Regions from separate parts of the Mus musculus genome. Here all the other regions are linked to region 1. The links are chromatin contacts, called in public HiChIP or PLAC-seq and promoter capture Hi-C maps. All regions are on one chromosome and are shown on one strand. Each heading gives the region's core, a stretch centred on a gene start, on an enhancer-like site or on the middle of the called end of the contact. The rest is flanking DNA. Distances are from core to core; before and after follow the strand shown.

Region 1 (4,582 bases), core at 1,430-3,929:
ATGAGGGTCTTAAAGCCCATGTCTCCAGTAAAACACCTACTCCACCAAGGCCACACCTCCTAATAGTGTCATTCCCTGGGCCAAGCATATACAAACCATCATAATTAGCTACTGGTAGTAAACATATTTAAGAATCTTACTTTGTTCAAGGCCCCAGGCTAAGCTAGAGAGATTATAGAAACTGTAATGTACTATTGTAAATTGTTCAAAAGATAAATATGTTAAACTCCCTCAGGCGCTTTTTTCCCCAGGCTCACAAATGTGTTCCTTGAATCTAGTATAATGTTTAATATCCAACAGCCATCAATCTCCCAGGCACTAGACAGCCTGGCTTTACTAAATTATAAAGTTTTCATTTGCTCTTGTTAGGTTTGTGCTGTTTTTTGAGACAGTCTCACTCTGCAATCTATTTTGGCCAGGAACTAACTATGTAGCCCAGGCTAGTCTCATGCTCACAGCCATCTTCCTGCTTCAGTCTCCCACATATTAAAATTAGAGGTGTGAACCATCATGCCTTGCAAGTTTTCATCTTCATCAAGATTTTTAACCACTGGGAACTGGAGAAACAGCTCAGACTTAAGTACACTTGTTGCTCTTGCAGAGGACCCAAGTTTGGTTCCCAGCACCCACATGTCTGCTTATAAGCATCTGTGACTCCAGTTCCAGGGAATCCAATGCCTTCTTCTGAAGGAAGTCTGTGGGGACAAGCACATCCATGCTACACATACATATACAGAACGAATACTCATAAATCTTGGGAAAAAATATTTTAACACTATCCAAAGCTATTGTTAAAGAAGTTAATTATTTTTAATTGCTCTTTCCAAACTGAACTGCTGCTGCTGAATTACCACACACCAGCCCACATAACTCAAAATTGATAATCCAAACTTTAAAAGAGAGGAAAGTATATGGCATATTGTAATGGAATACCTTTGCTTGCCACCTCCTTATGTGAACAGCATTAAAAACGTATGTAAAAATGTTGGGACCAGAGAGGAGGGTTAAATGGTAAGGGTGTTTTCTGCCAAGCCTGACAACTAAGGTTTGGTCCCCAGACCCACACGATAGACGTCAGGCAATTTGCCTGACACCAAGCATATGCACCCACTCACAAAAATAAACAAAAGGTCCTTAAAAATATGTATATGTATAGGTGTTTTGCCAGTGTGTATGTGTGTGTGTGTGTGTGTGTGTGTGTGTGTATCACGTATATGCAGCACCCATGGATGCCAGAAGTGGGCATCAGTCCCCATGGTCCTGAAGTTACAAACGGTTGTGGCTGCTGGGACTAGACCCAACTCCTTTGAAAAGCAACCATTGCCCCCTAAATACTGAGTCCTCTCTCCAGCCCCAGGTAAAAAAAAAAAGTAAAAGTTTTGTGTACAATTTTTTCATTACAGGCTTACTACAGTGATTTAACTTATATTGGAAAAAAAAAAGTTGATTTTGATTTTCTCTTTATTAAATCGTACTTGACCAGTCACTTTAGAAAAGTCTCAAATGACCATTAACTTGATTTATATTCTCGCTCTTTAGGTCACAGAAGATGTTTTCAGGGTGATGAAAATGGAGAAAAAATATTTCACCTTTCTAAAAATGAGTTTCCAGTTCTATAATTATGCATAATGTAATACAAGCATCCTATCTGGGCCAAGATTTAATGCCTTGGTTCCTAGGAGAATTAAGAGTCATGCATAAATTTGGGACAAGTTCTGCAAAAACCTCTACTGGTGCTGAATCAGAAACTCATTGTTAAGATTCATCAACAAGAATATATTCTTTTACACACAGCAGCCTCTCTGGCAACATCTCTTTCATCCTGCCCTCCGCAAGAAACAAAATGGGATGCATTCAATCTTGCATAGCAATTACCACGACTTTGGGCAGCTCTCTCAACAAGGATTTGCTAAGCGCTAAAAAGTGAGAATCTCATTCACCTAGCGGCAAGGCCTGGCTCACCTACCCTGCTGGCTATTGTACTGGTGCCGGAAACCTTCAGAGCTGCAAAATCCCTGAACTCTGCTGACACTTTCTGAGGGAGAAAACCAAGGGCGGGGCGGCGAATGAACAGCATCCTTACAAAATCATCACAGGTAGTGGACGCAGGGATGGAGGCAGGCCCAGGCACCAGGCTCTGGTCCCGGCTCGGAGGAGACAACTAGGCCCTTCACACCCACCACAGCCCTCCCGTGCTCTTGTTCATTCATTTAACAATTCCGCGAGGCGCACTCCTCCACCAAGGGCCTGCCGGCAGGGCCCCCGCCCCGGCCTCGGACAGCTCAGCCTTCAGGCGCGGCCCGGGGCCGCCAGCGAACCTCCGAAGCTGCAGCAGCTCCCCCGCCGCGTGCTCTGCTCACCTGAACCCCCAGCCCGGGTCACCAACACAAGCGAGCGCCCACGCCCCCCGCCCTGCCAGCCGCGGGCTCCCAGGCCTCCGCCCCGCTCCGCCGCCTCAGACCTGCCGGGTTCGCGAGAACGCGGAGGCGCGCGTCCGCGGGGGCCCCGCCCGCGGCCGTGGGTCCTCTAGCGCGCGCGACGCCGGGTCCCCAGGGTCCAGGCCGGCAGGTGAGACCCACTGCCCACTCACCTCTGCCGGGTCAGAACCGAGGGGCCTGCTCTAAGCCGTTTAAAACCGCTTGGGCCGCCGCACACCCCGCAGTGTCCTCGTTGTTCATTGGTCCTCGGAGAACCGCCTATCGCCCCTTTATTGGTCCGTTTGAAAGAGCTGTGGGCACGCGCCGCCTGCGGCCTTAAAGGGAACGCGCGCAGCTGTGTTTCCCAGGGCTGCGGGTCAGGTGCTTGTCACCCAGTGGCTGGAGGAATGGCTACCAAGGCTTCTGATAGAAGAGCGAAAGGTGTGTGGAAAACTCTGCATTTCCAGTCATGATCACGTTGCCTTTACCTACTGATGTTTAAACTGCTGTCAACATCTCCCTCCCACACCTTTTTTTTTTTTTTTTTTTTTTTTTGGAGAGCTTGCAATCATTCTGTGCTGAGAGGAAAGCAAGAGGCAACTGAGATGTAGTGGAAGGAGCCTCGAATGCTAAATTGTAGTCTTGGACTTCTTTTGAACAAATCACTTTTCTCAGTTGATCTGGACCTCTGTTTCTTTGTGTAGGAAATGGGATAATTATGTTTTCCTTACAAATTTAATGTAAATGTTTAAATTTCCTTACAAGTTTAAATTAAAGACCGTGGTGGCACACGCCTTTGATCCCATCTGAGGCAAACAAATCTCTGAATTTGAGGCCAACCTGGTCTACAGAGCCAGTTCCAGGACAGCCAGAAAAATCCTACCTCAAAAAACAAACCAACCAAACAAACAAACAAAAAATCAAATTTAATGTAAGGATTTAGTACAACAAGCTGAGAGTCTAGGAATGGCCTTTATGAACTACAAGATTTACTTCACAAATGCTTGTGCTTATGAAAAGGAGAGGATTCATTTGATGAAATATGATTGTCAAAAATCTATTTTACTACATTTCATTTATGTGCACTATGGGGTGTGGTACAAGGAAGTTCAAGGACAACTTGCTAAGCACCAGTCCTCTCCTTCCACAATATGGCTTCAGGAACTCAAATTCAGGTCCCCAGACTTGACAGCAAACACCTCTACCCATTAAGCCATCTTGCCTGCACTGTTTTAGTCTTTGAGACAAGGTTCCACTCTGTAGTCCAAGCTAACCTGGAACTGGCACATAGACCAGGATGCCTCAAATTTGTAGCATCATTCTACCTACACCTTCCAAGTACTGGGATTACAGACACGTGTATAACAATGATTTTTTTTTTTTACAAATTTAATGTGAGGATTTAATATAACAAGGCAGAGACAGACCGATCTTTGATTTCAAGGCCAGCCTGGTCTACAAAGCAAGTTCCAGGACTACACAGGGCTACACAGAGAAACCTTATCTTGAAAAACCAAAACCAACCTAAGAAACAAAGAAACAAACACCCAAGAGTTAGAGAAGAAAGATGTGAGTATGGTGGGTCTCACCTGTAATTTTAGCACTCTAGGGGTAGAGGCAAGAGTATGGGATTTGAGGCAAGCCTCAGCTATGTAGTGCATTGGAAGCCAGCCGGGGCTGTAGGATGTTGTCTCAGAACAAAGATTTGGAGACACAAATGCTCAACCTCACTGTTAAATTTGAGTGCAAATTTCTAGGAGGACAATTTTGAGATCTACAGATTCTCTAGCTCAGTAATGCTACTAAGAGGCATTTATTATGCACATATACAAAAAGTGTAAGAATGTTACTGAGCCACTGGGATATTAGAAACAGAAATCTGGAAATCACATGGCCATATAAATTATGGGATGTCCATAGAACACTGCACTCTAGGTACCAACTTGTGTATTAGTCAGAGTTCTCCAGAGTCCCAGTCCCCTGGGATTAAAGGGGTGTACTACCTTGCCTGGGCCTCAGCTTTTCATGGCCATTATGCCTCAAGATCTTCATGTCAAGATACAGGTCAGAAGCCTGTGTCTTCCAACCTCAAGATCTGGATCGCAAATATGTCCTCCCATTTCTGCAATGTGGTTCATTCCAGATGTAGTCAAGTTGACAACCAG
Region 2 (4,582 bases), core at 1,177-3,676, 470 kb after region 1:
AAACACAAGTCCATAACCTGGGTGCTGTGGGTCAGAGTCGGGAGTTTGCAGCCTAGTTCCAGGTCCAGCCAGGGACCATGTATCATAGGGAAGAGTAGAGTACAGATCAGGCTATTTGACATTTTCTGTGTATGTAAGCACTTACACAAGTACTTACACCACACACACAGGAAGGAGGGAGGGAAGGAAGGAAGACACTGGGGCAAAAACTGGGAGCCTGAGTGGAGTTTTTGCTCTGGCCCTTTATGTGGACAATCTCCAATCTCTCTGGAATCCAGGCTTCGAGCACCTGACAGTCTTTGTTTTGTCTTGGTTGTTTTCTTTTTCCTTCCCACAGTAAGGGAATACACTCTGGTCAGTTAGATGAAAAAGTAAAAAGGCTGGCATGGCCTCCCTTACCTCCTGGATCTGCTTGTCCAGGCCCCCGATGTCACTGTATTGCTCCGTGGGCCGCTCGTCCACCTCCATGGCCTTCACCCGAGAGTCATATTCAGTGGGCAGGGTCTCCAGGATCAGATAGGAGTCTTTGTTCACACCCTGAGAACAGAGCATGGAGCTTTTGTGTTTATCCCGGTTCTGTCTAATGCTCCAGAGGACAGTGATTTGTAGTCTAAACAGAGAGCTACAGCACTGGCAAATTGCAAGAATCAAAGAGGCTGCAGACAGAGTCGCTGCAGCAGTGGCAAGGCAGCTTACTGGAGAATCCCTGCCCGTGCGCAGGTATCACTCACCACCAGGTCTCCTGGCTTCAGCTTTTCTGCATCCACCAACCCAATCACTGGCAGGAAGTATGTCTGTAGGAAGAGTTACAGGCAGTCGTAGCTACACGGAAACTCCCCCATGCTGCCCCCTGCCCAACTGTGACTGAGCCAACCTTACCTGTCGGGTAGAAGTTTTGATCACCGCACACTTGCCCTTCCTCTGAGAGTCCAGGTCAATGTTGGCACCATCCTCCTCCTGGTCATTGGGGTCAACGTCCAGCAACTAAGAAAGAAAATAGGCTCAGTTCCCTTCCCAAAATCCACTACTGTGTGTGCTCAAACAGTTCCCTAAACCCACAAGGCCACAGGCCTTCCTTCCCTCCTCAGTCTAGCCTTAAGCTTAATAAACATAGATGATGTGTTAGGGGGTTGACAACACCTTTGTTGAGGTGCTGCTTCTGTTTGCAAAGTTCATCTGCCCCAAGAAGGAACAAAAGAAGAAAATGGCAGAAATCTGTGACACTTCTAAGGTCTTTGCAGACTTAAACATTGCTTTTTACACTCTACCCTATGGGCCCCATCCCTAGATGTCTCCAAGCCTCCTGCCTCCTCCTCTTCCCACACACAGACACACACCTCGATGACATTGGAGACAAGGTACGGCAGGGTTTTGTTCACTTTGATTTTCTCACTGTTCTCTTTGATTTTGTCTTTCATGGCTTGGAGTTCATGGGTGACTCGCAATACTTCACTCTTCATGATCTGGGATAAGAGAAAACCAATGTTCAACCCTGATTCAGCCTGCATTCATTACAGCCCTCTAATAGATGAGGTCCAGGTTACCCGGGAGACCCATCCAACCAGATCTCAGGCTTTCTGAAGGCCCAGCCTGTACATGTCCAAACTGCAGAGGTCAGGACAAGAGGCCAGTGGGAAAACCTCCTGACAAAGCGGCTGTGGGACAGGGCTAGGTATTTTCCATGGGTTTGAGTGTGAATTCATCCCTCTCTGAGCCTCGGGTTCCTCATCTGTAAAATGGAGATCTGAGAACTCCGCTGCCTGCACCGGAGCCAGGAGCCCACCTTGATCTCGCTGTCTAACAGCCGTGTGCGCTGGACAATCTCTTCCGTGGACATCTTGAGCACCTCCTCCCCAATGCCATCTTGCTGTTCAAATAAGAGAAGAAGTACTTATTTACTGTAACTCAGAGCTGCCATCCCACGGTCCCACAGCCCCCTCAGCGCCTGCTTCCTTAACCCAACAGCAGGATGAAGTCGGGACAACCCAAGAAGCTCTGCAACCAGTCCAGACCGGACCTGGCCTTCCAGCCACCTCCTTTCCCGGCCTCCAAGAACGTCTAACCTTATAGCCCAAACTTTGGGACGCCCCTCAGGTCTCCCAACACTCACCTCAGCTTCATCCCACACGGTCGCCATCTTCTCCTGCCGAGTCACTGGACTCTCGGGCGTCGGCAGCAGATTCATTTCCTGCATGAAGAGGCCGAAACTGGGAGTGCGCACGAGCCCCTGAGGGAGCCCAGCGCAGCCTTTCTCAACGTCTTCTCTCCACCCGTGGAGAACTTCACCCGCGATTCCTGACGCGACAGAACGGGTTCTGTCCGCGTCTCCGAGCGAATCTGCCGCTGGGACTCCACGAACCAAACCGAGGCTACAGGGCCCGCCCCGTGGCTCGCCGGTTGCTCCGGTTTGTGCGGGAGCGAGGGCTGGGCTGCTATTGGCCGGCGTACAGGCGGGGCGGGGCTTGCTGCACAACCGGAAGAGGCGGGAGGCAGGAGAAAGCCGCGGAGTCTTTCGGGAAATGCAGTTTTTAGCCTGGCGGATAACTGAAAAGGAGTTTGCACAGGTGCCGGTGCAATCTAAGAACCCAGGTAAACTTGGAATTCACGGATTTGCAAAATGTCCAGTGTGGTGGCGCATGCCTTTAGTCCCAGAACTCTGGAGGCAGAGGTAGGCGGATCTCTGAGTTTAAGGTTAGCCTGGTCTAGAGTGAGTCCAGGAGAGCTAAGGCTACACAAAGAAACTCTTGTCTCAAAAACCAAAAACAAAAGGGAGGGAGGAAGAGGGGGGGGGGAGAGGGAGAGAGAGAGAGAGAGAGAGAGAGAGAGAGAGAGAGAGAGAGAGAGAGAGAGAGAGAGAGAGAGAGAGAGAGAGAGAGAGAGAGAGAGAGAGAAAGAAAGAGAAAGAAAGAAAGAGAAAGGTTGAAAAGAAACTGCTAGGTTTGATGGCACATGCCTGTCATCACAGACACTGAGCCACTGCAAAGATGAAGCAGAAGGATTGCTGCATATTAAGGCCACCCTGTGCTACATAGTGTATTTCTAGCTATTCTGGTCACACTGTGAGTCTTAAACAAAAATAGCCTAACAAAACCCAGATAAACCATTGCTTCTACTAATATTAATGCAGATCTAACTGTCCACATAGGGAAGTTATTTTTGTTACAATGTACTGTATATATGTTTCTACTCTTGTTTAAAGTATTATATCTACACAACTCATGTGCTGTAAAGTTCTAGTCCTTTAAAAAATTTTATTTATTTATTTTGATTTTTCGAGACAGGGTTTCTCTGTGTAGCCCTGGCTGTCCTGGAACTCACTCTATAGACGAGGCTGGCTTGAATTCAGAAATTCACCTGCCTCTGCCTCTGCCTCTGCCTCTCAAGTTCTGAAATTAAAGGCCACCACTGACTGGCAGATTTATTTATTATTATAAATAAGTACACTGTAGCGATCTTCAAATGAACCAGAAGAGGGTGTCAGATCTCATTATGGGTGGTTGTGAGTCACCATGTGGTTGCTTGGGACTTTCAGAAGAGCAGTCTTACCTACTGAGCCATCTCTGCAGCCCAAGTTCTAGTCCCTGAAAGCTGCTATTACAAACTGTTTAGGATAATCTGAAAGGCAAGTTAGTAATTAGTTACCCATAAATAATGACATTTATGGTCATGTTAGATACTAGTTTAGTTAATTACAGAAATAAGCTTTATTTAGTCTAAAGATGTTTTCAAAGTTACACAGGTTGTAAATAGCTATAAACAAGCAATGCTTGCCTATTCAACATAGTCTATGTCGATAGATGGTCTTCAAACACTTCAGAGATCTATAGAATATGGCATTTAAGATGTCTTAATAACAAGGCTTTTTTTGTGAAATTGAGATGCATCAGCTCCTGGCATTACCTAAATATTATTTCAAAAAGATAATGGGCATTGAAGACCCTCCATATGGAGTTTGATTCATATGTGGCAAAGCTAGCCACCTGGCAAAAGACTGTCCTTGCTTCAATTGCTGACAACATGCTGTCTAAACCATGGACAGTGGGACACAGAGGAAGTCAACTGCCAAATGTTTCCAAGACAAGGTAGGCCAGTCCTTCATAATTCCCACTTCACAAAAAAGTGTGTCAGATCCAGGACAGCCAGGGCTATACAGAAAACCCTGTCTCAAAAAACAAACAAACAAACAAACAAAAAAGTGTGTCAGACATTGTGGCCTGTAGGCTGAAGATAGATACCCCACCACTGCAGAGGAACCTTGGGTGAAAACAAGGCAGCCAGCAGCCAGCAGCCAGCGGTCTCTGTCATTGCTGTAGTCTTGGAAGCTGCTTGCTCAGCACTTCCTGTTTTCTCGGGTCTCTGATGGGATTGAAGACTACATAGTTGCAGTCTCACATTAAGCTTAAGTTGTGAACGGTTTAAGAAAATGCTTTTAGGTCTAAGAAGATGTTTTTAGGTTAATACATGCAAGTTATGATAAAAGTGAATTAGGTACAGAACTTTGTACTCAACAAGATAAGATAAAGAAAGGTTACTTTCTTCAAGTTTGCCAAATATAAATGGACTGGACATTATGAATGTAATT
Region 3 (4,582 bases), core at 616-3,115, 460 kb after region 1:
TATCTTTAAAGTTCTAGTGTGGCAGCCCTAAACATCTTCTCCCTGTGGCAAAGAATCTGACTAGGCATTCTGTCTCAGAGCTTGCAGAAGGGCTTAGAAGCCCATCCTGGGAGACTTACAGGGTTGGCGAGGCGAGCCAGACAGGAGTATTTGGAAGGCGCTGGAAGTCTAGGAAGCATGCGTGTTATATTAGGCAGGTGTGATGGTACAGGCCTTTAATCCCAGCACTCGGGAAGCAGAAGCAGGCAGATCTCTGTGAGTTCAAAGCCAGTCTGGTCTCTAAATGGAGTTGCAGGACAGCCAGGGCTATACAGAGAAACTTTGACTCAGGGTTGGAGGGTGGAGGGAGGGGTATAAAAGGCTGGGGTTGTAGTTGATAGAGTACTTGCCTGGCACACACAATGCCCAGGCTGTCAGCACTGCATAAACTGGATGTAGGAGGGCACATCTATCCAGGCAGTCCACAGGTTCCAGGTCATTCTCTGCTATATAATAAGTTTAGGGGTAGTCTACATGAGACCTTATGTCAAAAATATATAAATAAATAAACCAAGAGTGGTGGCACACGTATTTAATTCTAGCACTGAGGAGGTAGAAGTAGGCAGATCTCTGTAGGTTCAAAGTCAGCCACATCTACATAGAAAGTTCCAGAACAGGCAGGGGGTTAGGGCTACATAGAACCAATCTCAAAGTAAAACGACAACAACAACAACAACCACACACACAAACACACACTGTGAGGTAGGGCATCAACTGTGATGTGTGAGTTCGGTCTGCTCTCGGAGCGCCCAGAAGGAACAAGGGACCATAGAGAGCCGCAATGGTAGGTGAGGACTAATGAGCCCCTCACTCTGTCACAGCCAGCCCAGGGGAGCACTCATTCGGCCTCTGCTGAATGTCTTCCATGTCAGTTACTGGCTGATTCCCAGAGAAGGATGCAAACATGTATCGGATCGCAAAGGAGTGGGGGGTGTTAGGCCACATCCACACCTTAGCTCCAGCTTAGACATGAGGTGGCCATCGCACGCCCTAGGGAGAGGTACATCCAAGTTGAATTCCGCCTCTGCCATATGTGTGACATATGTCTGACCCTAGGTCAACAGTCAGTACCCACCTGAAAGATAAAAACGATTTGGTAAAGTTAACACTGATTACTGAGTAAATGGTCAGTAAAGGGCTACCCTAGATCAGAGAACTGTAGCCATTGTTATTGCCACTAACTGCTCCTTCGGTCTAAGAGTTCAGGTACAGCTTTGTCAGGGTAAGAGAACACCAAGTCCTTTGTTGTATCCTGGCTTGAAATTCCAGGGCACAGGCTCTAGAAACGTGTACTGGACTTCAAAGGGTTACAGTCCTGGAGACGGTGGCCTGAGGTTCCAAGTGAAAAACCAAAGCATAAAAATAATTCGATGAGTAAGAATAAAATTCCCTCTTCTGAGGTACCCAGAGCCAGGCCCCTCCTTGCGGCAGGCACTTCCCCTTTCCCTAGCTCATGGAGGAGCCAGGCCTGCTGACTCAGAGAGCCATAGCCCTGCTCTCGTCCCGGGACGGAGCGGTTTGGCAGCCGTGCGCGCCCCCGTGTGGCCACTGCTGGAACTGCATCCTCAGAAGGACGCCACACTGAAGCCCCGCCGCCCTGTTGATCCCGGTTCCCGCGTGGGTGCCGCCCTCACCCTAGCTTAACTTGGCTAAACGCGATGCCCACGAGGGTACCCACTTCCGTCCTACTCTCCCCGCAGCCCCAGAATCCGCCCCGAGCGGAAGTGCGCTGACCGCGCGGGTCCCCCATGGTATGAGGCGGAAGCGCCTCCCCCGCCGTCGCTCCGTCTAGCCCCCCGGAGCCGCGCGCGTCGGGTTCCGGACTGTCCCGTGTGACGTGGCTGCACGCCGGGGGTGGCTCCGGGCTGGGGGCCTAGTGGTGGGGCCGGGCGAGGCAGAGCGGGGCGGGGCGCGACACTGCAGCTGGATGGCCGGGCCCGCCCGGAGCGCTGCATCTGCTGCCGCTGCCACCTCTGCCACTGCGCGGTGAGTGATCGCTGGACCCTCAGGCCGGCGTCCGGGGCGGGATGGACCGTGTCAGTTCCCAAACCTGTCGCGACTCGTCCTCAGTTTAGGAGTTGAACTTGCCTGCTCTTTGGCTCTTTACCTCTGACGTCCCACGCTCTGCCCCTCAGCCCTCCCTGCTGCCCCGCTTCTTGTCTTCTCCTTCCACCAGACATTCTAGCTCATTTTATTGACTTTCCTTTCTCTTGCTTTCTCCTTTCTCTCCATACCCCATACTTCTCTGCTGAACCTGTGGTCCCCCCTTGCCTCTGCATGACCCGCTAAGGTCTTGGCCTGGCGAGGGCCTGCCTTGGTCCCAGTGAAGCTTTGCTCGTTTGTTTGTGCTGGTGTTGGCAGTGGCGGCCGCGAGGGGTCGGGGAGGGCTGGGGCAGGGGTCACTAATTATGGCCTGAAGATTCCAGACATAGGCTTGTAGCCCACCAATCAGAGACCGATGATTTCTCTCTTAACATCCATTGGCAGATGAGGAAACTGAGGCAGTTTCAAGGTCACAGCCAGTAGAAGACGGGGCAGATCACATTTAAACTTTCCAGATTGAACTTCTGGCTTGGTTGACTCACATCCCCATCCGGCTGCCATCAGTCTGCAGAGCACATTCCTTCTGCGAGTGCTTCAGACCTCCCCTGGCATTCAGAGGACTTGCATTCCCTCCTCGATGCCAGCAGCTACCTGCATTGTCAAGTTCACCTCATATTCATCGCTGTTAGGGAGCTCTGTTACCTCATCCATTCCCTGATGAGGACACTGAGGCTCAGGCTCATAAGGGACTACAGTCAGTTAACAATCTAGAGCACCAAATTAATTAGCCATAAGTTAGTTACCACAGCCTCTGGCTCTGGCAACTGTGAGGCATCTCTTCTCTTCAGCCCCACCTCTTGTCTCTTGGTGCCCAAGAATAAGATCATTTAGGAGGAAGAGGTTTGGACTATGACTCAGTTTCCCCACCTGTGTTTCTTTGTACCACGCCATCAAGCTAAACAGTGCTGGCTTTAGACCCTGGGGTGTCTTTACCGGCACATTCTGGCAGCCAAGCCTCTCCTGGCAGCTAGAGGCACCCAACAGGGATGGTCCCTCCTCCGGTGGCTGAAGGAGCCCAGCCAGTGCCTCACCCAGTCATTAAGGAAAGTTTAGCCTCAGGCGGACACATTGACACATAGGCTGGAGCCAGCTCAGAAGGAAAATATGTGTGGTTCTTGGGAGACGTGTAGATGGGCAGAGGGTGCTCCGTGCACCCACCCTGGGGATTGTTTCCGCTGCAGAGTGAGCAGGAGGGGGATGCCATGGCCGGTTGAGAGGTGGGAAGAGACGCTGTGCTTCCTAAGTGGGGTGTGTGGTCCAGGGAGGCAGCTCACGTGAGCAGTCTTTGTGTTTTCTAGCGCCCGGCATGCCTGGATGTCCCTGCCCTGGCTGTGGTATGGCAGGCCAAAGGCTCCTCTTCCTCACTGTCCTTGCCCTGGAGCTCCTGGAAAGGGCTGGAGGTTCCCAGCCAGCCCTCCGGAGCCTGGGGGCTGCAGCTGCCTGTCGCCTGGATAATAAAGAAAGCGAGTCCTGGGGGGCTTTGCTGAGTGGGGAGCGACTGGACACCTGGATCTGCTCCCTCTTGGGCTCTCTCATGGTTGGGCTCAGTGGGGTTTTCCCCTTGCTGGTCATTCCCCTGGAGATGGGGACCCTGTTACAGTCAGAAGGTGAGTGGCCCTTCAGCAGCTGAGGATCAGAGGGGAGGGAACCTGCTGCCGGCTCTGGGGAAATGCCAGGTCTCATGTACCAGGTACACCAGACATAGTATGCCTAGCATGGAGTCCAGTGTCACCTTGGTCCTGTGCGCATAGGGTATACATATTCATTTGTTCACTCATGCATGCATCTGTTTATTATTTCAATCAACAAACATTCCCCAGACTCGTTATGAAGAATGGCTGGCAATATGGCTGCCATACTACCTGGGCTCAAATCATGGCTCTGCCACCCACCAACTATGTAGAACATGGCAATTTACTTAACCTCACTCTGCCTCAGTCTGTCAGACTTTAAAATGGGGATAATAAGGCCGGGCAGTGGTGGCACACGCCTTTAATCCCAGCACTTGGGAGGCAGAGGCAGGCAGATTTCTGAGTTCAAGGACAGCCTGATCTACAGAGTGAGTTCCAGGACAGCCAGGACTATACAGAGAAACCCTGTCTCGAAAAAACAAAAACAAAAACAAAAACAAACAAACAAACAAAGTAGGGATAATAAGGCTGAGCATGTCATTTAGTAGTAGAATGCTTGCAGGGGTTAGGGTGGGGGTTGGAGAGATGGCTCAGTGGTTAAGAGCACTGACTGCTCTTCTGAAGGTCCTGAGTTCAAATCCCAGCAACCACATGGTGGCTCACAACCATCTGTAATGAGATCCGATGCCCTCTTCTGATGTGTCTGAAGACAGCTACAGTGTACTTACATAAAATAAATAAATCTTTAAAAAGAAATGAACTTTAGAATGCTTACCTAACACGTTCAAGGCCTGGGTTTAAGTCCCAAC
Region 4 (4,582 bases), core at 590-3,089, 430 kb after region 1:
GTCTTTCTTCCCTTCTTTCCCCATCTTCTTTCTCCTCTGCCTCCCTCATCTCCTCCATCTCTCACTTGCTAGGCACAGGGATATGCACTCAGAGCCTTCCCGTCAGTCACTGGGCTTCTCCCCACAACCACAGAGTGTGCCCAAGGATTGCACAATAGTTACAGTGGCCTTGCTTGGTGGGCCAGGGCTGCCTTGAGAGCCGGTCCACTCAAGAGATACTTGGTTGAGGCTGGAGAGAGGCTCCTGAGGCTGGAGAGAGGGGCTAAAGAGCTGGTGTGGGAACTGGAGGTCTGGCCTGTGTCCATATCAGCAGGAAGAAGAGGTCAAGGGTCAGGGACAGTGGCTTTAATTGAGGCAGAGTGAACTTCTGGGACACCCTCCATCACCTGTGCTTGCCCCAGCACCTTTCCCGTCCCAGGCAGGAGAAGGGGATCAGGGTAAAGGAGAGAACAGTGAGATTTGGCGAGCCTGTCTTCTATCCTGTGAGGAGACCAGAAGCTGGCCCTCTTCCCTGGGTTTCCAGGCAGCACACTAGGCCTGCCCCTGTTGCAGGACACTGACTACGATGTCAGGCCTGAGGTGCTACGGAGGGCTGGAAGGGATAGAGAAGAGATCTGTCTCTAGTTCAGGAACGCTGAGTCAGGTGGGCAGGCCCTGCTCAGCTTTTCCTCACTGCCCCAACACCTCCAAGGGTAGGAGAAAGCAAGAGGGTCCTCTCTAAGGGATTCTGGGCTGCCATTCGCCCAAAGCTGTGACTGTCACTGAAAACAGGAGGAACAGGTGGGATCCTCCCACCTGCTAGTGTCCCTGTCCCTGCCCCACCTTAACTCTAGCCAGATCTTCTCACTCCAGTCCCAATCTCCGTCCCATTCTGGCCCCAGTCCATTCTTCACCCGATTTCTCATTGAGCTAAGTTCTAGCCACAATCTAACTGCAGGGTTTCTGCTCTGTTCTTCTCTTGCCCGGCCTGGCCCTAAGAAGCCAGTCTTGGTCACTGCCCAAGACTCTCAGATCCATGTAGGCCCAAAGCCCAAACACTTGGATCAACAGCCAGGCCACAAACTGAATGTTGGGGACCCACGGGTGACTTCGAGTTCTAATAGCCTTTGCCTCAGGAGCCCACAGGTCTTGAGTTGAAACCTCTCCTGTTGCCTCCAGAGACTCCTAGGCCAGTCTCCAGATCTCCTCATCCATGGCCTCTCAGGAGCCGCCCTCGCCATCTTCAACCCAGAACCCTGCCCTAGAGTTCGGCCTGCCACTGAACCCATCTATAAATAGCTGTTCAGGCCCCACCGATCACAGCCCCACCATGGGGCCAGCCGGCAACCCTCAGCCCGCCAGGGCATGCTCTAAGGAAGCCAATGGCCCCTCGCTGGGTCTCAGACCAGCAGCTCCGGGGAGGAAACACCAACTTCCCACTGATAGGGAGCCGGAGGGCATCGGGTGGGCTGGTGGGTTAGTGGGCAGATGGTCACACATCCCAAAGCCCCAGGCTGGGCTGGTAGTGAAGCCCCAGTACTCACAGGGGCGGTGAGGGAAAACCCTTCCATTTTGCACGCCTGTAACATCCAGCTGAGCTCCAGGTTGGTCAGATCCCCTGCTTCGGTGGGGATCAAGGCGGATCCCCCTCAGGACCAGGTGCCCCGTCGGGGGACTGGACGGTCGTGGGTCAGACGCAGGGCTCAGGCCTGCCCCCTGAGCTACAGGAGCCCTGGGTGAGCCCCCTCCCTTGACATTGCAGGGCCAGCACAAGTTCCTGATTTTATCGAAGGGCCTGCCACTGGGAGATAGTCCCCTTGGGGTGACATCACCGCCCCAGCCCGTTTGCATAAATCTCTTGCGCTACAGGAAGTCTCTGGCCGGCTGGGGCAGGTGGTTCTCAAAGGGCAGCCCTGGGAAGACAGGGGGCCAGGCCCCTGCCCAGAGGAAACTGGGGCTGGGAGGGAGAAAGGCTAGCACTACCATGGAAGGCTTCTGCTGCTCCGGTCGCTAGGCCTTGCTGAAGTAGTCCACTGTTCTTTTAGCCTAATAATACCGATTTCTTCTCAGTCCCCTCTGGTGGCCAAGAGTCCCCTCTTCGGGGGGTCAGAATAGCGAGAGCGTGGATCCCTAATTTTGAGGGTGAATTTGTCAGGTGGAGGACTTTGGTCCCAAGGCTGCCAGGCTTGGCTCTTCCTGTAGGCCCTGCAATATCTGCTAGATCGTCCTAAGCCAATTAGGGCCAACAGTAGACACTGGGTCTCCCACATTTTATCTCCTTTCCAGACTTCTCAAGTGGGCTTCCCTTCCAATTGGGAAGGACATTGGCTTCTGATCCCCTCCCCTCCCAGCTAAGTACCACAGCTGGTGTCAGATCCCTAAGGACATTGTTCCCAGCCCAGTTCTCCCGGTTTCTCCAACCCTTGAACGTTACGATCTAGACTTCCTCCTTTATAAACCTTCCTCGCACGTTTCTTCTTTCCTCTGTTTTCCTATCCTTGTCTCTTTCTGATTGTCTGCTCATCTCTCCAGCCCATCACACCACCCATCCGTCTACACATCTCTGTTCAACCAACTGCTCATTTCTGAGCTGCCAGTCAGCTCGTCTGCTTACCCTCGCGGTTAGCAACGTGCTCATTTAGCCACTTGTCTGTCCGTACATCAGCCCATCCATCTGCTAACAGTTTGTATTTTTATTTCTTTATCTACTATATGACCTTCTGTCAATCTGGCCACCTGTCCATCCATCCATCCATCCATCCATCTGTCCATCCATCCATCATTTGTCTACACATACATTCTTCCACCCACACATCCATCTATTCACTTAATCTATATATCCATTAATTCATTAGTCTGCCTATATCCATCCATCTCCCAGTCTACTCATCTACTTATCTATTCTCAATGCACTTTTCCATCCATCCATCCATCCATCCATCCATCCATCCATCCATCCAACCATCCATCCACCCATCCATCCACTTAACTATTAATCAGTCTACCTATTTACATATCCATCCATCCATCCATCCATCCATCCATGCATCTTCCCTATGTTAACCAAGCTCTATGCTGAGTTCTGGGAAAGTGGAAGGGTTTCCTGTCCTTCAGACATCCAGTCTAGAGAGTAGAGCAATAGTTCTTTTCCTCCACACACACCTGTCCCCCACTTCTGACTCCAAGGACACACACACCTCTAGGGAGACTGCTCGGTTGAGCAAGAACTTGTTTTGTTTTTGTCTTTTTGAGACAGTTTCTCTGTGTAGCCTTGACTGTCACGGAACTCGCTCTATACCTGCCTTTGCCTCCCGAGTGCTGGGCTTTAAAGTGTATGCCACAGTCCCCTGTCTAAGGAGAACTTCTTGGTCAATTAGCTTCCTCCTGTGTATACTTTAACCTCTTGCTTTATGTAAAAACTAGCCTGATCCCTCCATATACCCCGGTAGTTTCTTACTGCCAGCAGAAAAGGAAGGGTCCCACCATCACCTTCACCTCCATCCTCTCTTTTCTTGCAGACACACTTGGGACTCCCCAGGGGGTCCAGATCACATGTCCTCAGGGCTCCCAGGAACCTGACTCAGGCCCCTCTCTGAGGTTAGGGAAGACACAAACTCACTCTACGCCAGCAGTTGTAGTTCTTCATGTTTCCACCAAATAGGCTGAGCTCCAGGTAACTGGATTATAGGGGGAGAATGGTCTGGGATGTGAGAACCAGGCCCCAACTGTTATTTTCATTCATTAATCCATTGCTTTGGATTGTTTTAGTAAGATCTTGCTTATGGTATCCTGGGCTAGCCTGGAGCTTGCTGTATAGACCAGGCTATCTTCAAATTTGTATTTATCTTCTCATTTTTGCCTCGATGGTGCTGGAGGGAGCCCCTTGCCAAACCCTAAACTCTTCTTTCCTTCCTTTCTCGCTTCACTCCTTCCTCAACTTGTGTCCATCCTTCTTTCCCTCCTCTCTCTCTCTCTCTCTCTCTCTCTCTCTCTCCTTCTTTTCCTTCTTCCCCCCTCCCCCCTTCACTCACCCCACCTTGTTTTTCTTAGGATCTCTAGCCCAGACTATCCTTGAACTTTTTTTTTAATAACTGAGAATAACTTTGGTCTTTTGATCCTCCTGCCTCCACCTTCAAAGACGTGGCCACCACATCCAATTGCTCAGTTTATGTGGTGCTGGGGATTGAACTCGGGGCCTTAAGTGTGGGAAAGCCTCTCTGTCAGCTTTCATCCCCAGACCCTAGCTTATTTTCTCTATGAGCATGTGTACTCATTTCTGCGTTCATCCAGCCACAAACATTTCACTCAGCGATTTCTATGAGCTGGACCTAAAGGCTCACAAACAGGCCCGTGGGGAGATGTGCAGACAGATTGTGGGCTTTGTGGAGAGAATGCAAGAGACGGGGAGTGGGTATGTGTGGGGCCAAGTCATTTGATCAGAGTCACAGAAAGGACATCCTGGGAACAGTGGGCAGAGGCTATCACACAATGCAGACTGACTGAGGAGGCAGAGAGTTAGAGAAGAACTTGGAGCAGTGAGCTGCCATCGCTGTGGTTGGGAGAAAGGCATGATGGGAAACCTTTACTGTTAAGCCCAGGAGCC
Region 5 (4,582 bases), core at 793-3,292, 410 kb after region 1:
CTGAGCCATCCTGGGTTACCGAGACTGACCCTGAAAAGAAGGCTTTTGAGGTCTGTCCTGGGATATTCCCCATCCATTGGCCTGTCCCTCGTTGTCCAGCCCTCTTTACCTTCAGGACTTGAGACACTTTCTTCCAACTCAGTGGCTGGAGCAGGGACTTCTTTGGGGGCTCCTGGAGCAACTTCAGATTCTGCCTTCTCTGGAGGGGCTGAGGTGGGGTCATGGAACAGTTTCTAATTAGAGCCCTCCACTCGGATATCAGACCTATGTCCCACCTAAGATACATTCCACTTGTACAGCAGTATCCTAGGCTCTTTTAGCCACTGGCCTCACTCCAAGAAGAGGAGCCAACTTGCTTCTCGTCCTCCAGCACTCACGATCCACCTGTCCCATGTCCAGATTTCTGCTCTGAGCAGCATTGTGGTCCATCTGTTGTCCCTTTCCGAGCTTTGGCCTTGACCCAGCACCACCACCACCAAGCTCTTAGGATTTCCCCACTAACACATACAGCTAGCCAAGTCCTTATCTGGGTGACCAGGCTCTGGGTCTGCTATGGGAGTGGACCCTTCCTAGAACACCGCTCTCGGGTTCCCACCTCCACAGTGCAGAAAGAGCTGCAGCCACAACTAATGCTTAGAGAGATCTTGGAGCAGAAGAGCAGAACGGGCATTTCTGGCTTACAGCATTGCCAGTGCCCAGAGTCCATGCCCCGGACTCTGAGTTCAGGGCCCCGGGGCGAGGTCAGCAAGCTCTTACCTGGCTCTGTGACCTTGAGGTCAAACTTGACCTTTGAGGAGCCTGCAATGACCGCGTAGGAACCCTGGTCATCAGGGCTCGCATCCCGCACTGTCAGTGTGTGTCGCTTGCCCTCTGCTGCCAAACCATACTTGTCATTGGCGGTGATGTCGCTGCCATCCCGCTGCCACCGCACCTTCACGCCTGACCGCTCCGTCTCAGCCTCGAACACGGCAGCACTGCCAGCGGTCACCTCCGCTGACCTTGGCTTCTTGTTGAAGGCTGACACTGAAGAGCCAGATGGAACTTGCAGGAAGTAGGCTCCCTGGTACCCCACCCCCGACACCCTTCTTCAAGAAGACTGTGTAGTAAGCACACCCCAAGCTACTTGTTTAATGCTCCAACAGTTCTATGGGGTGGGTGCAGCCATATTTATGTCTCAGGTCAGGTGAGGTTAATGACAGATGAAAGAGTCCAGGCTGTTGTCCCCACCACCATATAAGACGTCCCTACCTTCCTGCTTGGGAACACCAGTGGTAGGCCCAGCCTCCCTTCCCATTGTGGAACCCTTGGCAAGGGCCCCAGCACTCTGCCTACTTGGGATATAGCTAAATTTGTCCTCTGAGGGCTTCAGACTAAGAATGAGCAATTGAGATAAGGCAGCAGGGGCCTGGGGGCTGGGGACTGGATCCCTGACCCCATGACCTCTGCAAGGGTGTTGGCCTGGTCCAGGTCTTTGGCTACAGTCTTTGTCCTTGGCTTGCCTGTTCTATTCCAGAGAAGAGAGGCACTGTCCCCCCACATCTGGAGCCAGGTCTCATGTGAATACCCTAGGGTTTCCAGCTCATGTGGCAGACACTCAGAGCTGGAAAGGGTCGCTACCCCCTCATCTCAGTACCCTTAGAAACTGAGCTCAGGGGCTCAGCTCCACTGGAGCCTAAATTGAGCTCCTTGAATTGAGGACCCTGGCTGAAGAAGAAAATACAGGTCCAGACAGAATGGGCTGTTGACCCTGGATTCTTCCTGACTTAGTGAAGTCATCTCTCAGTGGCCCTGACACCGAGTTTATCCTTGATCTCATTAGAGGGATGGGGAATGAAGCAGAGAATTAGACAAAGCCCAAAGAGGACCATCCTGTCCCTTCCTGGAACCCACAGGCCTCATCCTACACCGGTACCTAACCCTGCCCACAAGCCGTGTGCACCACTGACCCAAACCCTTACGTGGAGCTACCTGGTTTCTTCCCTGGCTCCGGCATCTTGAGAACAGTCACACCAGGCATCAAGCAGGCCACCCAAGGAGGGACTGAACAGTGTCCTGTGTTCTCACTATTTATGAGGACTGCCCCCTCCCCAGCCCTGCTTATCAGCCTCCTGCTAGCCACCTGCTAAATATAGACAAATTCCATCCAGCTGAGGTATCTTCATGGAGAAGATAGAGCCACTTGGTCCTCTGGCTTCTCCTCCCCACCCCCAGCAGGACTGGATAGCTTCCGCCCTTCCACTCCTCCATGGATCTCAGGGGTAGCCCCACCTTTGTCTGTGTATCCAGCCACCAGAAAATTACACTGTCGAGGTGCTCTTGGCCCGTGACACCCACAGCTAAAGATCGAGGGCACAGGTGCTGGGTGGGAGAGAGGGTATCCAGGGCTAGCTGCTGTTGTTCTTTTGGTCAGCAGAGCTTTGGCACACATTACTGCACCACAAGGGGCAGGGGCTGGCCTTGGACCACGGAATCCTGAGTGGGCTTGGCGGAGGGTTAGGCAGGGAGGGAATCTGCTGGGAGTTAGTCCCCCCCACCCCACCCCACACACACAAGGGACAAACTAGGCGAGCCTGCAGGCGAGGGCATGGGAGTGGATCTCTAAATGTCCTCCCAAGTAGAGGACAGGAGCAGAGCTAGCTCTTGCTAAAGTCACAAGGACTAACCAAAGATGAATGCAGAGCATTCCAAATCCCCCCAGCTGCCACCCCACTGCCACTGTTCTTGTTCTGTGACCCTCAGTTGGATCAGGCTCATCAGGTGTAACAGGGGAAAAAGTAAATGACGGGGATCTCCATTAAGGAATTCTAGACTAGAATAGATAGCTTATACCAGAAGGAGGGAGTTCACATATAAGCATTTTCCAGTCAATAGAAACCTAGCCGTGATTTCCACCCAATTTTAGTTACTTTAGAGTCATATCACCTGCTCCTAAGTCATGTGCATGAGTGTGTGTGTTGAAGCTATAACTAGCAATCCAGGTTGGTCTCAAACCAATGACAATCCTCCTGCCTCAACCTAAGTGCTGCTATTCTGGGTATGCACTGCTATGCTTATCTCCGAGTCGTCCAGAGAACTGGTCTGGGGCTGGAAGAGAAGGCTCAGTGATTAAAAGCACTTGTTCTTGCCGAGAACTCAGGTTCCGGTCCAAGCACCCACACAATACCTCACAACCATCTGTAACTCCAGCTCCAGGGGACCCAACACCCCTCTTCTAGACTGCAGGCACCAGGCACACACATGGCACACATACATATACGCAGGCAAAAAATTTGTTTAAATGTTTAAGGAACTGGTGTTTGAGAGCCAGAAGAAGAAGAAGAAGAAGAAGAAGGAGAAGAAGAAGAAGGAGGAGGAAGAGGAGGAGGAGGAGGAGGAAGAGGAGGAAGAGGAGAAGGAGGAGGAGGAGGAGGAGGAGGAGAAGGAGAAGGAGAAGGAGAAGGAGAAGAGGAAGAGGAAGAAGAAGAAGAAGAAGAAGAAGAAGAAGAAGAAGAAGAAGAAGAAGAAGAAGAAGAAGAAGAAGAAGAAGAAGAAGAAGAAGAAGAAGAAGAAGAACCAAGTTGGTAAAGGTGTCTGTTGCCTGGTGACCTGAGTTCCACCTCTGGGGTCCACTGGTGGCAGGAGAGAACTGACTCCTGCAAGTTGTCACTGACCTCCACATTTATGCTGTGGCAAGTGTGCACACTCTTACACACACACACACACACACACACACACACACACACACACATACACGATAAATGAATTAAAAAATACTTTTAAAAAACTGCTGCTCTCTTACTGAGCTGTCGTCAGCTCACATGCCATAGCCTTCTCTTGAGACTCGGCAGTCTGACTAGGGGACATCAGCGTGGGCTATGAGGGACCCACATAGCCAGGAGGTGTGCAGGGGTCTTTCCCCCTATAGTGTGACACCCTAGGGTTTGTGTTTCCTGAGGTGTGCAGACATTAGGAGATGTCCTCACTCCCTGTCTGCCACCACCTGCCTACATTCTGTCTACGTCACCTAAATGAAGCAAGATGTTTATAGATGTCCCTTGTCTGTGGCCCCTGGGAGTGCTTTGAAGGGAAGGCTGTGCTTGTGGAGTCTCCATTAAGAATGCTTTGTGGCCAGGCTAGAGAGACGGTACAGCCGGTAAAGTTGACAGATGCTATATGATCAGAAACACCTGTGCTTATTGCTGCGGCCACCACCACCACCACTCTTGGATGGTGTCTCACTCAGAAGATTGCTAAGGACTTTTCAGTATGATCCCTGAGCCCTGATAACAAGCCAAGACTTATCTCACTAGAAACAAGCGCTGTGTGTCCATGGTCCCCGTGTCCCTAGGGCCCAGCTTTGGAAACATGCTCTCTAGACAAATAAGAGATCGTGCACACGGGACGCCCCCTGGACCCGGCACACGCAAACTCTTGAATGAGACACTTCTCTGGGAGAATAGCTGTCAATAATTTTACTTGTCTTTAGTGACTAATGAGGGGGTGGGGAGGAAGAGCTTTTTAAAAAGCATTCAATATACAAAAAGGTGCCAGCGCCAGACTCCCAAGGAAGCACCGTGGCCACTAAGCCAGGCTGACCCTCGGT
Region 6 (4,582 bases), core at 1,066-3,565, 410 kb before region 1:
GGATCATGGTAAGCTGCGTTGCTGGGGCTGGGAGGGAGAAAGGGGGAGCCAGGCTCTTAGCATCCCCTTTCCTTTTATCTGCAGCACCTCCAGAGATCCTTGATGCTGTGGAGGAGAAGTGAGTATCTGAGACACAGGCCCCTGGTTCACCAGAAAACCACCTTCCTTCAGGTCTAACCATTTGGTCACCCAGAGCCCAAGAACCCTTTGTGGCTAGCACTGAGCACCCTTCCCCCTCTTGCCAAACTCCTGCCCTTTCTAATGGCTGTTGGGAGACTGCTGGGCAGGCCTAGAGAACTGCAAGTGTCTACAACCAGCCCCTGTTCCCCAGTGGGGAGACCTGTCTACACCAGGCAGCCGCCCTGGGTCAGCGCACCATCTGCCACTACATTGTGGAAGCCGGGGCCTCCCTCATGAAGACAGATCTGCAGGTGAGTTGCCTGGCAGAGCACAAACTCACCCTTTCCCAGACTTGGGGGCAGGGCTAGGGAATTTCAAGCTCTTCTGAGCCAACACAGTCCAGGCCCTGAGAAACCTGAGCCAGCAGGGGGAAAGCTTGTGACCTCTGAGGATACCCTCCCCCTCTGGCTCCGTAGAAGAACCCCTGCCCTTTCCTAAGGCCTTGGGGGCCCTTCCACCCTTTTCCAGGGCGACACTCCCCGGCAGCGCGCTGAGAAGGCTCAAGACACAGAGCTCGCTGCCTACCTGGAGAACAGACAGCATTACCAGATGATCCAGCGTGAGGACCAGGAGACAGCTGTGTAGTTAAGGGGACCATGGATCAACAAGGGACACTACCAGAGGACTCTCCTTGCCCATCTCACTGCCACATTCCTGTCAGATGGCTATGGGGGGACCCTGCCACAGGGAAGGAGCCCCGTGCCACCCCCTGAGAAGCTGTTCAGATCTAGGGCTGGACTCTAAGGAGCTGGACTCTCACCTGTCCCTGGTTTCATGGGGAACAGGAAACAGGCTGGGCTGGCTGGTTCCCTCCCTTCAGGGCAGCCTCCAGCTCACCACAGCAGATGGAAGGGCTGGACAGAGCTCAGCATCGATGTCAGGGAGGCCTGCACTCAGCAGGACTTTCAAAAGCCACCTGATCCTTTGGGCTCTCTGGAGGGTTCTGGGTACCTAACCCTCCTCTCTGATCCACCCACCCTGGGCATCCCAGAAACTCAAGAGCCTGCTGTATTCACTTGCCCGCTGCCCTGCTTGGCACCTACCCTGGTCTTCCTCCTCATGTATCCAGCCATTTCATTTCGGACTGTATGGCCTGGGGTGGGGGGTGGGGCTCCCACGGTGACTTGTTTACAGCTGGGTGTGACTCAGTAAAGTGAATTTTTTTTCCTTTCTTGTTTTCTTTTTTTCTTGTTGTGGGGGACTCACATGAGCAATGGTGTGTGCTGGGTAATCCTTGGGGTCGGGGAAATGGCCACCAACATCTCAGATCACTTCGGGAGATGGGTCTGCCCCGATCCTGACCTCTGCCTAGGGCCTTAGGCTCACAGCGCCTGGGGCGGAGCTGATTTTCCCGCTCCTGCAGGGATGATAACAATGAAAGTAAAAGAGGTGGGGCGGGGGCCAGGCTTGGGTTCTTTGGTCTTTTGGCCCTGTGCCCTGGAGCAGTCCCCTCCCCCTGGCTTGTACTGGGGGGGGGGGGGGGGATCTGCTTGAGGTGAGCCTGAGGCCCCAGGGTCAGGGGTGGGCGGTTATCACCTCCGGGGGAAGCCCGGTCTGGAACTTCTCAGACAGCTCTTGTCAGCGACAAGATTTACCAAACTCATTTCTATGTGCTTCCCCATCCCCCCCAACGCCCTTCCCTCCTCCTCCTCCCCCAAACCTGCACTAGAAAAAGGCTCTCGAGCCTTGCTCACCCGGAGCCATCTGAGGTCCCAGGTACCCAGCTCCCTGCCACATCAGAGACCCTTCTTGCACTCTGAGTGAACTGATTAAAAAAAAAAAAAAAAAAAAAAAACCAAGCCGGAGGTGAGCCGGGCCTCGAAGGGAAGGTTCGCGGGTGCGGTGGCCGCCCCGAGCCTGTGACACCAGGACATACTCCCGGGGCCCGCGGTGGGCAAGCGAAGTGGTGACCTGAGAGCTGACAGGCTGCGAGAGGGAAAAGTATAGACAGGCCTAGACCAGGGGAAGGGGAGGGGATAGAGAGCTGGGCCTGCTACGAGGGGACCTGAGCCAGAAGCGCACTGGTAAAACCGAACTCCAGGACCAGAGACCCAGAGATCAGAGGTGAGAGGCACAGACGCGGGAGTCCCGGCTCGGCGAGGGGCGGGAGTGGAGGCGGGGACTAGGGGGGTCTGGGGAGGTGCGGGTTTGGGGGGAGGGGGCGGGTCCTTCCACGGGATGGGGGGAGGGGCGGGGGCCCATGTGACCGGCTCAGACCGGTTCTGGAGACAAAAGGGGCCTTAGCGGCCTTAGCGGGACAGGCCGGAGCGGGAGGGAGCGAAGCATCGAGCAGTGAGCGAGTGAGCGCACGCAGTGGCTGTGGCCCCAGTCCCTTCAGGCGGCTGCTCTGCCACCAAGGGGGCTGAGGTGGGGGTGGGGGTACGCTGAGACATCGGTTCCAAGTCCTCCCTCCGTCTCCCCCTTGTCGGTCCGACGTTTTGGGCCTGGAAAGTGGGACAAGTCAGTCAAGGGTGGGAGGTCCTTCCCGCGGTTCCTAGCGGAGAAGAGACTAGGCGAGAAACTCTAACCCAGGTTTTACCCCTAGGATGCAGCACCGAGGCTTCTTCCTTCTCGCCCTTCTTGCCCTCTTGGTGGTCACGTCCGCGGTGGCCAAAAAAAAAGGTGATGGGATAGGATGGGCTCAGGAGTAAAAGCTGGGGTGGGCAGGTGAGGCAGGCCGTGTGACCAAGTGCTGGTCCGGCACGCCATGTCCTTAACTTTGTTCCTTGCGCCCTGTAGAGAAGGTGAAGAAGGGCAGCGAGTGTTCGGAGTGGACCTGGGGGCCCTGCACCCCCAGCAGCAAGGACTGCGGCATGGGCTTCCGCGAGGGTACCTGTGGGGCCCAGACCCAGCGCGTCCATTGCAAGGTGCCCTGCAACTGGAAGAAGGAATTTGGAGGTGAGGTGGCGCGCGGGAGGAGGGCGGGAAGCCAGAGGGTATGTCCTTATAAACCGGAGGCAGGGAGGACATCCACAACCCTCCTGTCTCTCACCGTGGGGCCACTCTCCCATCAGCCGACTGCAAATACAAGTTTGAGAGCTGGGGGGCGTGTGATGGGAGCACTGGCACCAAAGCCCGCCAAGGGACCCTGAAGAAGGCGCGGTACAATGCCCAGTGCCAGGAGACCATCCGCGTGACTAAGCCCTGCACCTCCAAGACCAAGTCAAAGACCAAAGGTCAGCGAATATGGTGGGGTTGTGGGCCAGGCTACTCCATGCTCTGTCTCTGCAGAGCAGTCTTAAAGTTAGGAATGGGCAGGCACTTGAGGGCCACTCTCAGGAGATGCTAAACCCTCTGCCCAAGTAGGAACTACTCTTTCTGTTGGATCATCCGACCTGGGTTCCTGGGAAAGGCTTGTCTTTGTCAACTGAGGAAGGTGGGGTGGGATCAGGGAGGAGTTAACTCTGCGCTTAAAACTATGGAAAGGCTGTCCCAAAGGTACATGCTGCTACCTGACTCCCAACAGCTATTGAGGCCAGCAGGGCAGAGGTGACTCTGCCCATTTCCCCGGTGAGGAACTTGGAGTACTCTGATCCTAGATGAAAATAGAAAGTTGAAAGTCAGGCTTGGTAGCTCGTGCCTGTAAAAAGCGGCACTTCAGGACTGAGGCAGTAACACTGCCTTGAGTTCAAGGTTACAGACTGAGAGACTTGAGAGTCTGTCTTTAAAGGGGGGGGGGGGGCGCGAGGGTTAAAAAGTTGAACGAATAAAGAAAGGTTTCATATCACATGGCTGCCCTTTCCCACCACTTCCAGGTGAACTGGTCAGTCACCACTAGGGGGCAGGATTTTCTCTCCTTGATGGACATGTCTGCGTTGTCTGGTGAGTCCGAGCTAGGTCACCCACCGCACTAATGCATCTCCGTTATTGTTTTCCAGCCAAGAAAGGAAAAGGAAAGGACTAAGTCAGGAGGCCAGAGAGCCTCCGGCCTCGCCTGGAGCCTGAACGGAGCCCTCCTCTCCCACAGGCCCAAGATATAACCCACCAGTGCCTTTTGTCTTCCTGTCAGCTCTGTCAATCACGCCTGTCCTCTCACGCCCACACCAAGTGCCCAAAGTGGGGAGGGACAAGAGATTCTGGAAAGTGAGCCTCCCCATACCCTCTTTTGTTCTCCCCACCCTGATACTTGTTATTAAGAAATGAATAAAATAAACTCACTTTTTTCCAATAAAAGCTTCTTTTTTAATATATAAAAGCCCCTTCCCAGTTTGCCATGGAGCTCTGTCGGAGGTGGGAAGATGGGGAAAGATGGACTGAGGGGAGCTGAGGGCTATGAAGGAAGTGCTCCCTACAGCTCGTGGAAAAAGAGCAGAACATTTACAAAAAAAAAAAAAAAAAAAAAAAAAGTCTCCCAGGGACCCACAGGGCTGGGGTTAGGGAAGGGGACCTAGGTGACTCACTT

The links. Promoter capture Hi-C pulls out the DNA fragments that hold promoters and counts their contacts. HiChIP or PLAC-seq counts read pairs in DNA pulled down with a chosen protein or histone mark. Capture Hi-C pulls out chosen DNA fragments and counts their contacts.
Region 2: a promoter capture Hi-C map of adipose tissue shows a contact between it and region 1. The contact joins the promoter of Psmc3 here to the promoter of Ckap5 in region 1. A contact is called at or near these places in 8 of 39 promoter capture datasets (the HPC-7 cell line, the SN4741 cell line, cranial neural crest and 4 more), 3 of 115 datasets of contacts at active chromatin or transcription factors (astrocytes, effector CD8 T cells and large pre-B cells) and 3 of 9 other capture datasets (adipose tissue, embryonic stem cells and liver).
Region 3: a contact with region 1 is called in a promoter capture Hi-C map of adipose tissue. The contact joins the promoter of Slc39a13 here to the promoter of Ckap5 in region 1. A contact is called at or near these places in 16 of 39 promoter capture datasets (the 3T3-L1 cell line, the C10 cell line, the HPC-7 cell line and 9 more), 1 of 484 Hi-C or Micro-C datasets (embryonic stem cells), 4 of 115 datasets of contacts at active chromatin or transcription factors (astrocytes, embryonic stem cells, extraembryonic endoderm stem cells and 1 more) and 4 of 9 other capture datasets (adipose tissue, embryonic stem cells, liver and 1 more).
Region 4: a contact with region 1 is called in an H3K27ac HiChIP or PLAC-seq map of microglia, with 11 times the contacts expected there. The contact joins the promoter of Spi1 here to the promoter of Ckap5 in region 1. A contact is called at or near these places in 12 of 39 promoter capture datasets (the 3T3-L1 cell line, the C10 cell line, the HPC-7 cell line and 7 more), 2 of 115 datasets of contacts at active chromatin or transcription factors (bone marrow-derived dendritic cells and microglia) and 1 of 9 other capture datasets (pancreatic islet).
Region 5: a promoter capture Hi-C map of hippocampal neurons shows a contact between it and region 1, with 4 times the contacts expected there. The contact joins the promoter of Mybpc3 here to the promoter of Ckap5 in region 1. A contact is called at or near these places in 6 of 39 promoter capture datasets (the 3T3-L1 cell line, hippocampal neurons, liver and 2 more), 7 of 115 datasets of contacts at active chromatin or transcription factors (embryonic hindbrain, embryonic limb bud, embryonic stem cells and 1 more) and 2 of 9 other capture datasets (embryonic stem cells and liver).
Region 6: a promoter capture Hi-C map of liver shows a contact between it and region 1, with 2.6 times the contacts expected there. The contact joins the promoter of Mdk here to the promoter of Ckap5 in region 1. A contact is called at or near these places in 5 of 39 promoter capture datasets (the HPC-7 cell line, cranial neural crest, hematopoietic stem and progenitor cells and 2 more), 1 of 484 Hi-C or Micro-C datasets (embryonic stem cells), 1 of 115 datasets of contacts at active chromatin or transcription factors (embryonic stem cells) and 1 of 9 other capture datasets (liver).

What each region holds. Positions count from the first base shown.
Region 1 is chr2:91,524,859-91,529,440 of GRCm38.p6, reverse strand. Ckap5 (cytoskeleton associated protein 5) reads right to left here and starts at 2,679. Exons shown (of 44, transcript NM_001165989.2): 1 at 2,591-2,679. It also overlaps the pseudogene Gm13770.
Region 2 is chr2:91,051,860-91,056,441 of GRCm38.p6, reverse strand. It overlaps Psmc3 (proteasome (prosome, macropain) 26S subunit, ATPase 3), which reads right to left and starts at 2,426. Exons shown (of 12, transcript NM_008948.2): 1 at 2,111-2,426; 2 at 1,784-1,867; 3 at 1,338-1,463; 4 at 880-984; 5 at 732-794; 6 at 400-537. The coding sequence starts at 2,194. It also overlaps Gm13778.
Region 3 is chr2:91,067,598-91,072,179 of GRCm38.p6, reverse strand. Slc39a13 (solute carrier family 39 (metal ion transporter), member 13) reads left to right here and starts at 1,865. Exons shown (of 10, transcript NM_026721.3): 1 at 1,865-2,025; 2 at 3,441-3,749. The coding sequence starts at 3,449. Gm39874 (predicted gene, 39874) reads right to left here and starts at 1,829. Exons shown (of 2, transcript NR_166131.1): 1 at 1,674-1,829; 2 at 557-1,114.
Region 4 is chr2:91,093,935-91,098,516 of GRCm38.p6, reverse strand. Spi1 (spleen focus forming virus (SFFV) proviral integration oncogene) reads right to left here and starts at 1,839. Exons shown (of 5, transcript NM_011355.2): 1 at 1,524-1,839. The coding sequence starts at 1,568.
Region 5 is chr2:91,115,604-91,120,185 of GRCm38.p6, reverse strand. It overlaps Mybpc3 (myosin binding protein C, cardiac), which reads right to left and starts at 2,042. Exons shown (of 35, transcript NM_008653.2): 1 at 1,969-2,042; 2 at 757-1,023; 3 at 110-208; 4 at 1-30. The coding sequence starts at 2,017. Spi1 (spleen focus forming virus (SFFV) proviral integration oncogene) reads right to left here. Exons shown (of 5, transcript NM_011355.2): 5 at 4,427-4,582.
Region 6 is chr2:91,929,592-91,934,173 of GRCm38.p6, reverse strand. It overlaps Mdk (midkine), which reads left to right and starts at 2,315. Exons shown (of 5, transcript NM_001012336.2): 1 at 2,315-2,480; 2 at 2,726-2,802; 3 at 2,920-3,078; 4 at 3,195-3,356; 5 at 4,059-4,369. The coding sequence starts at 2,727. The coding sequence ends at 4,084. It overlaps Dgkz (diacylglycerol kinase zeta), which reads left to right. Exons shown (of 32, transcript NM_001166597.1): 29 at 1-8; 30 at 85-118; 31 at 332-431; 32 at 649-1,347. The coding sequence ends at 765. It overlaps Gm39876 (a long non-coding RNA gene), which reads right to left and starts at 1,957. Exons shown (of 2, transcript XR_866530.3): 1 at 1,875-1,957; 2 at 1-1,537. Chrm4 (cholinergic receptor, muscarinic 4) reads right to left here. Exons shown (of 2, transcript NM_007699.2): 2 at 4,345-4,582.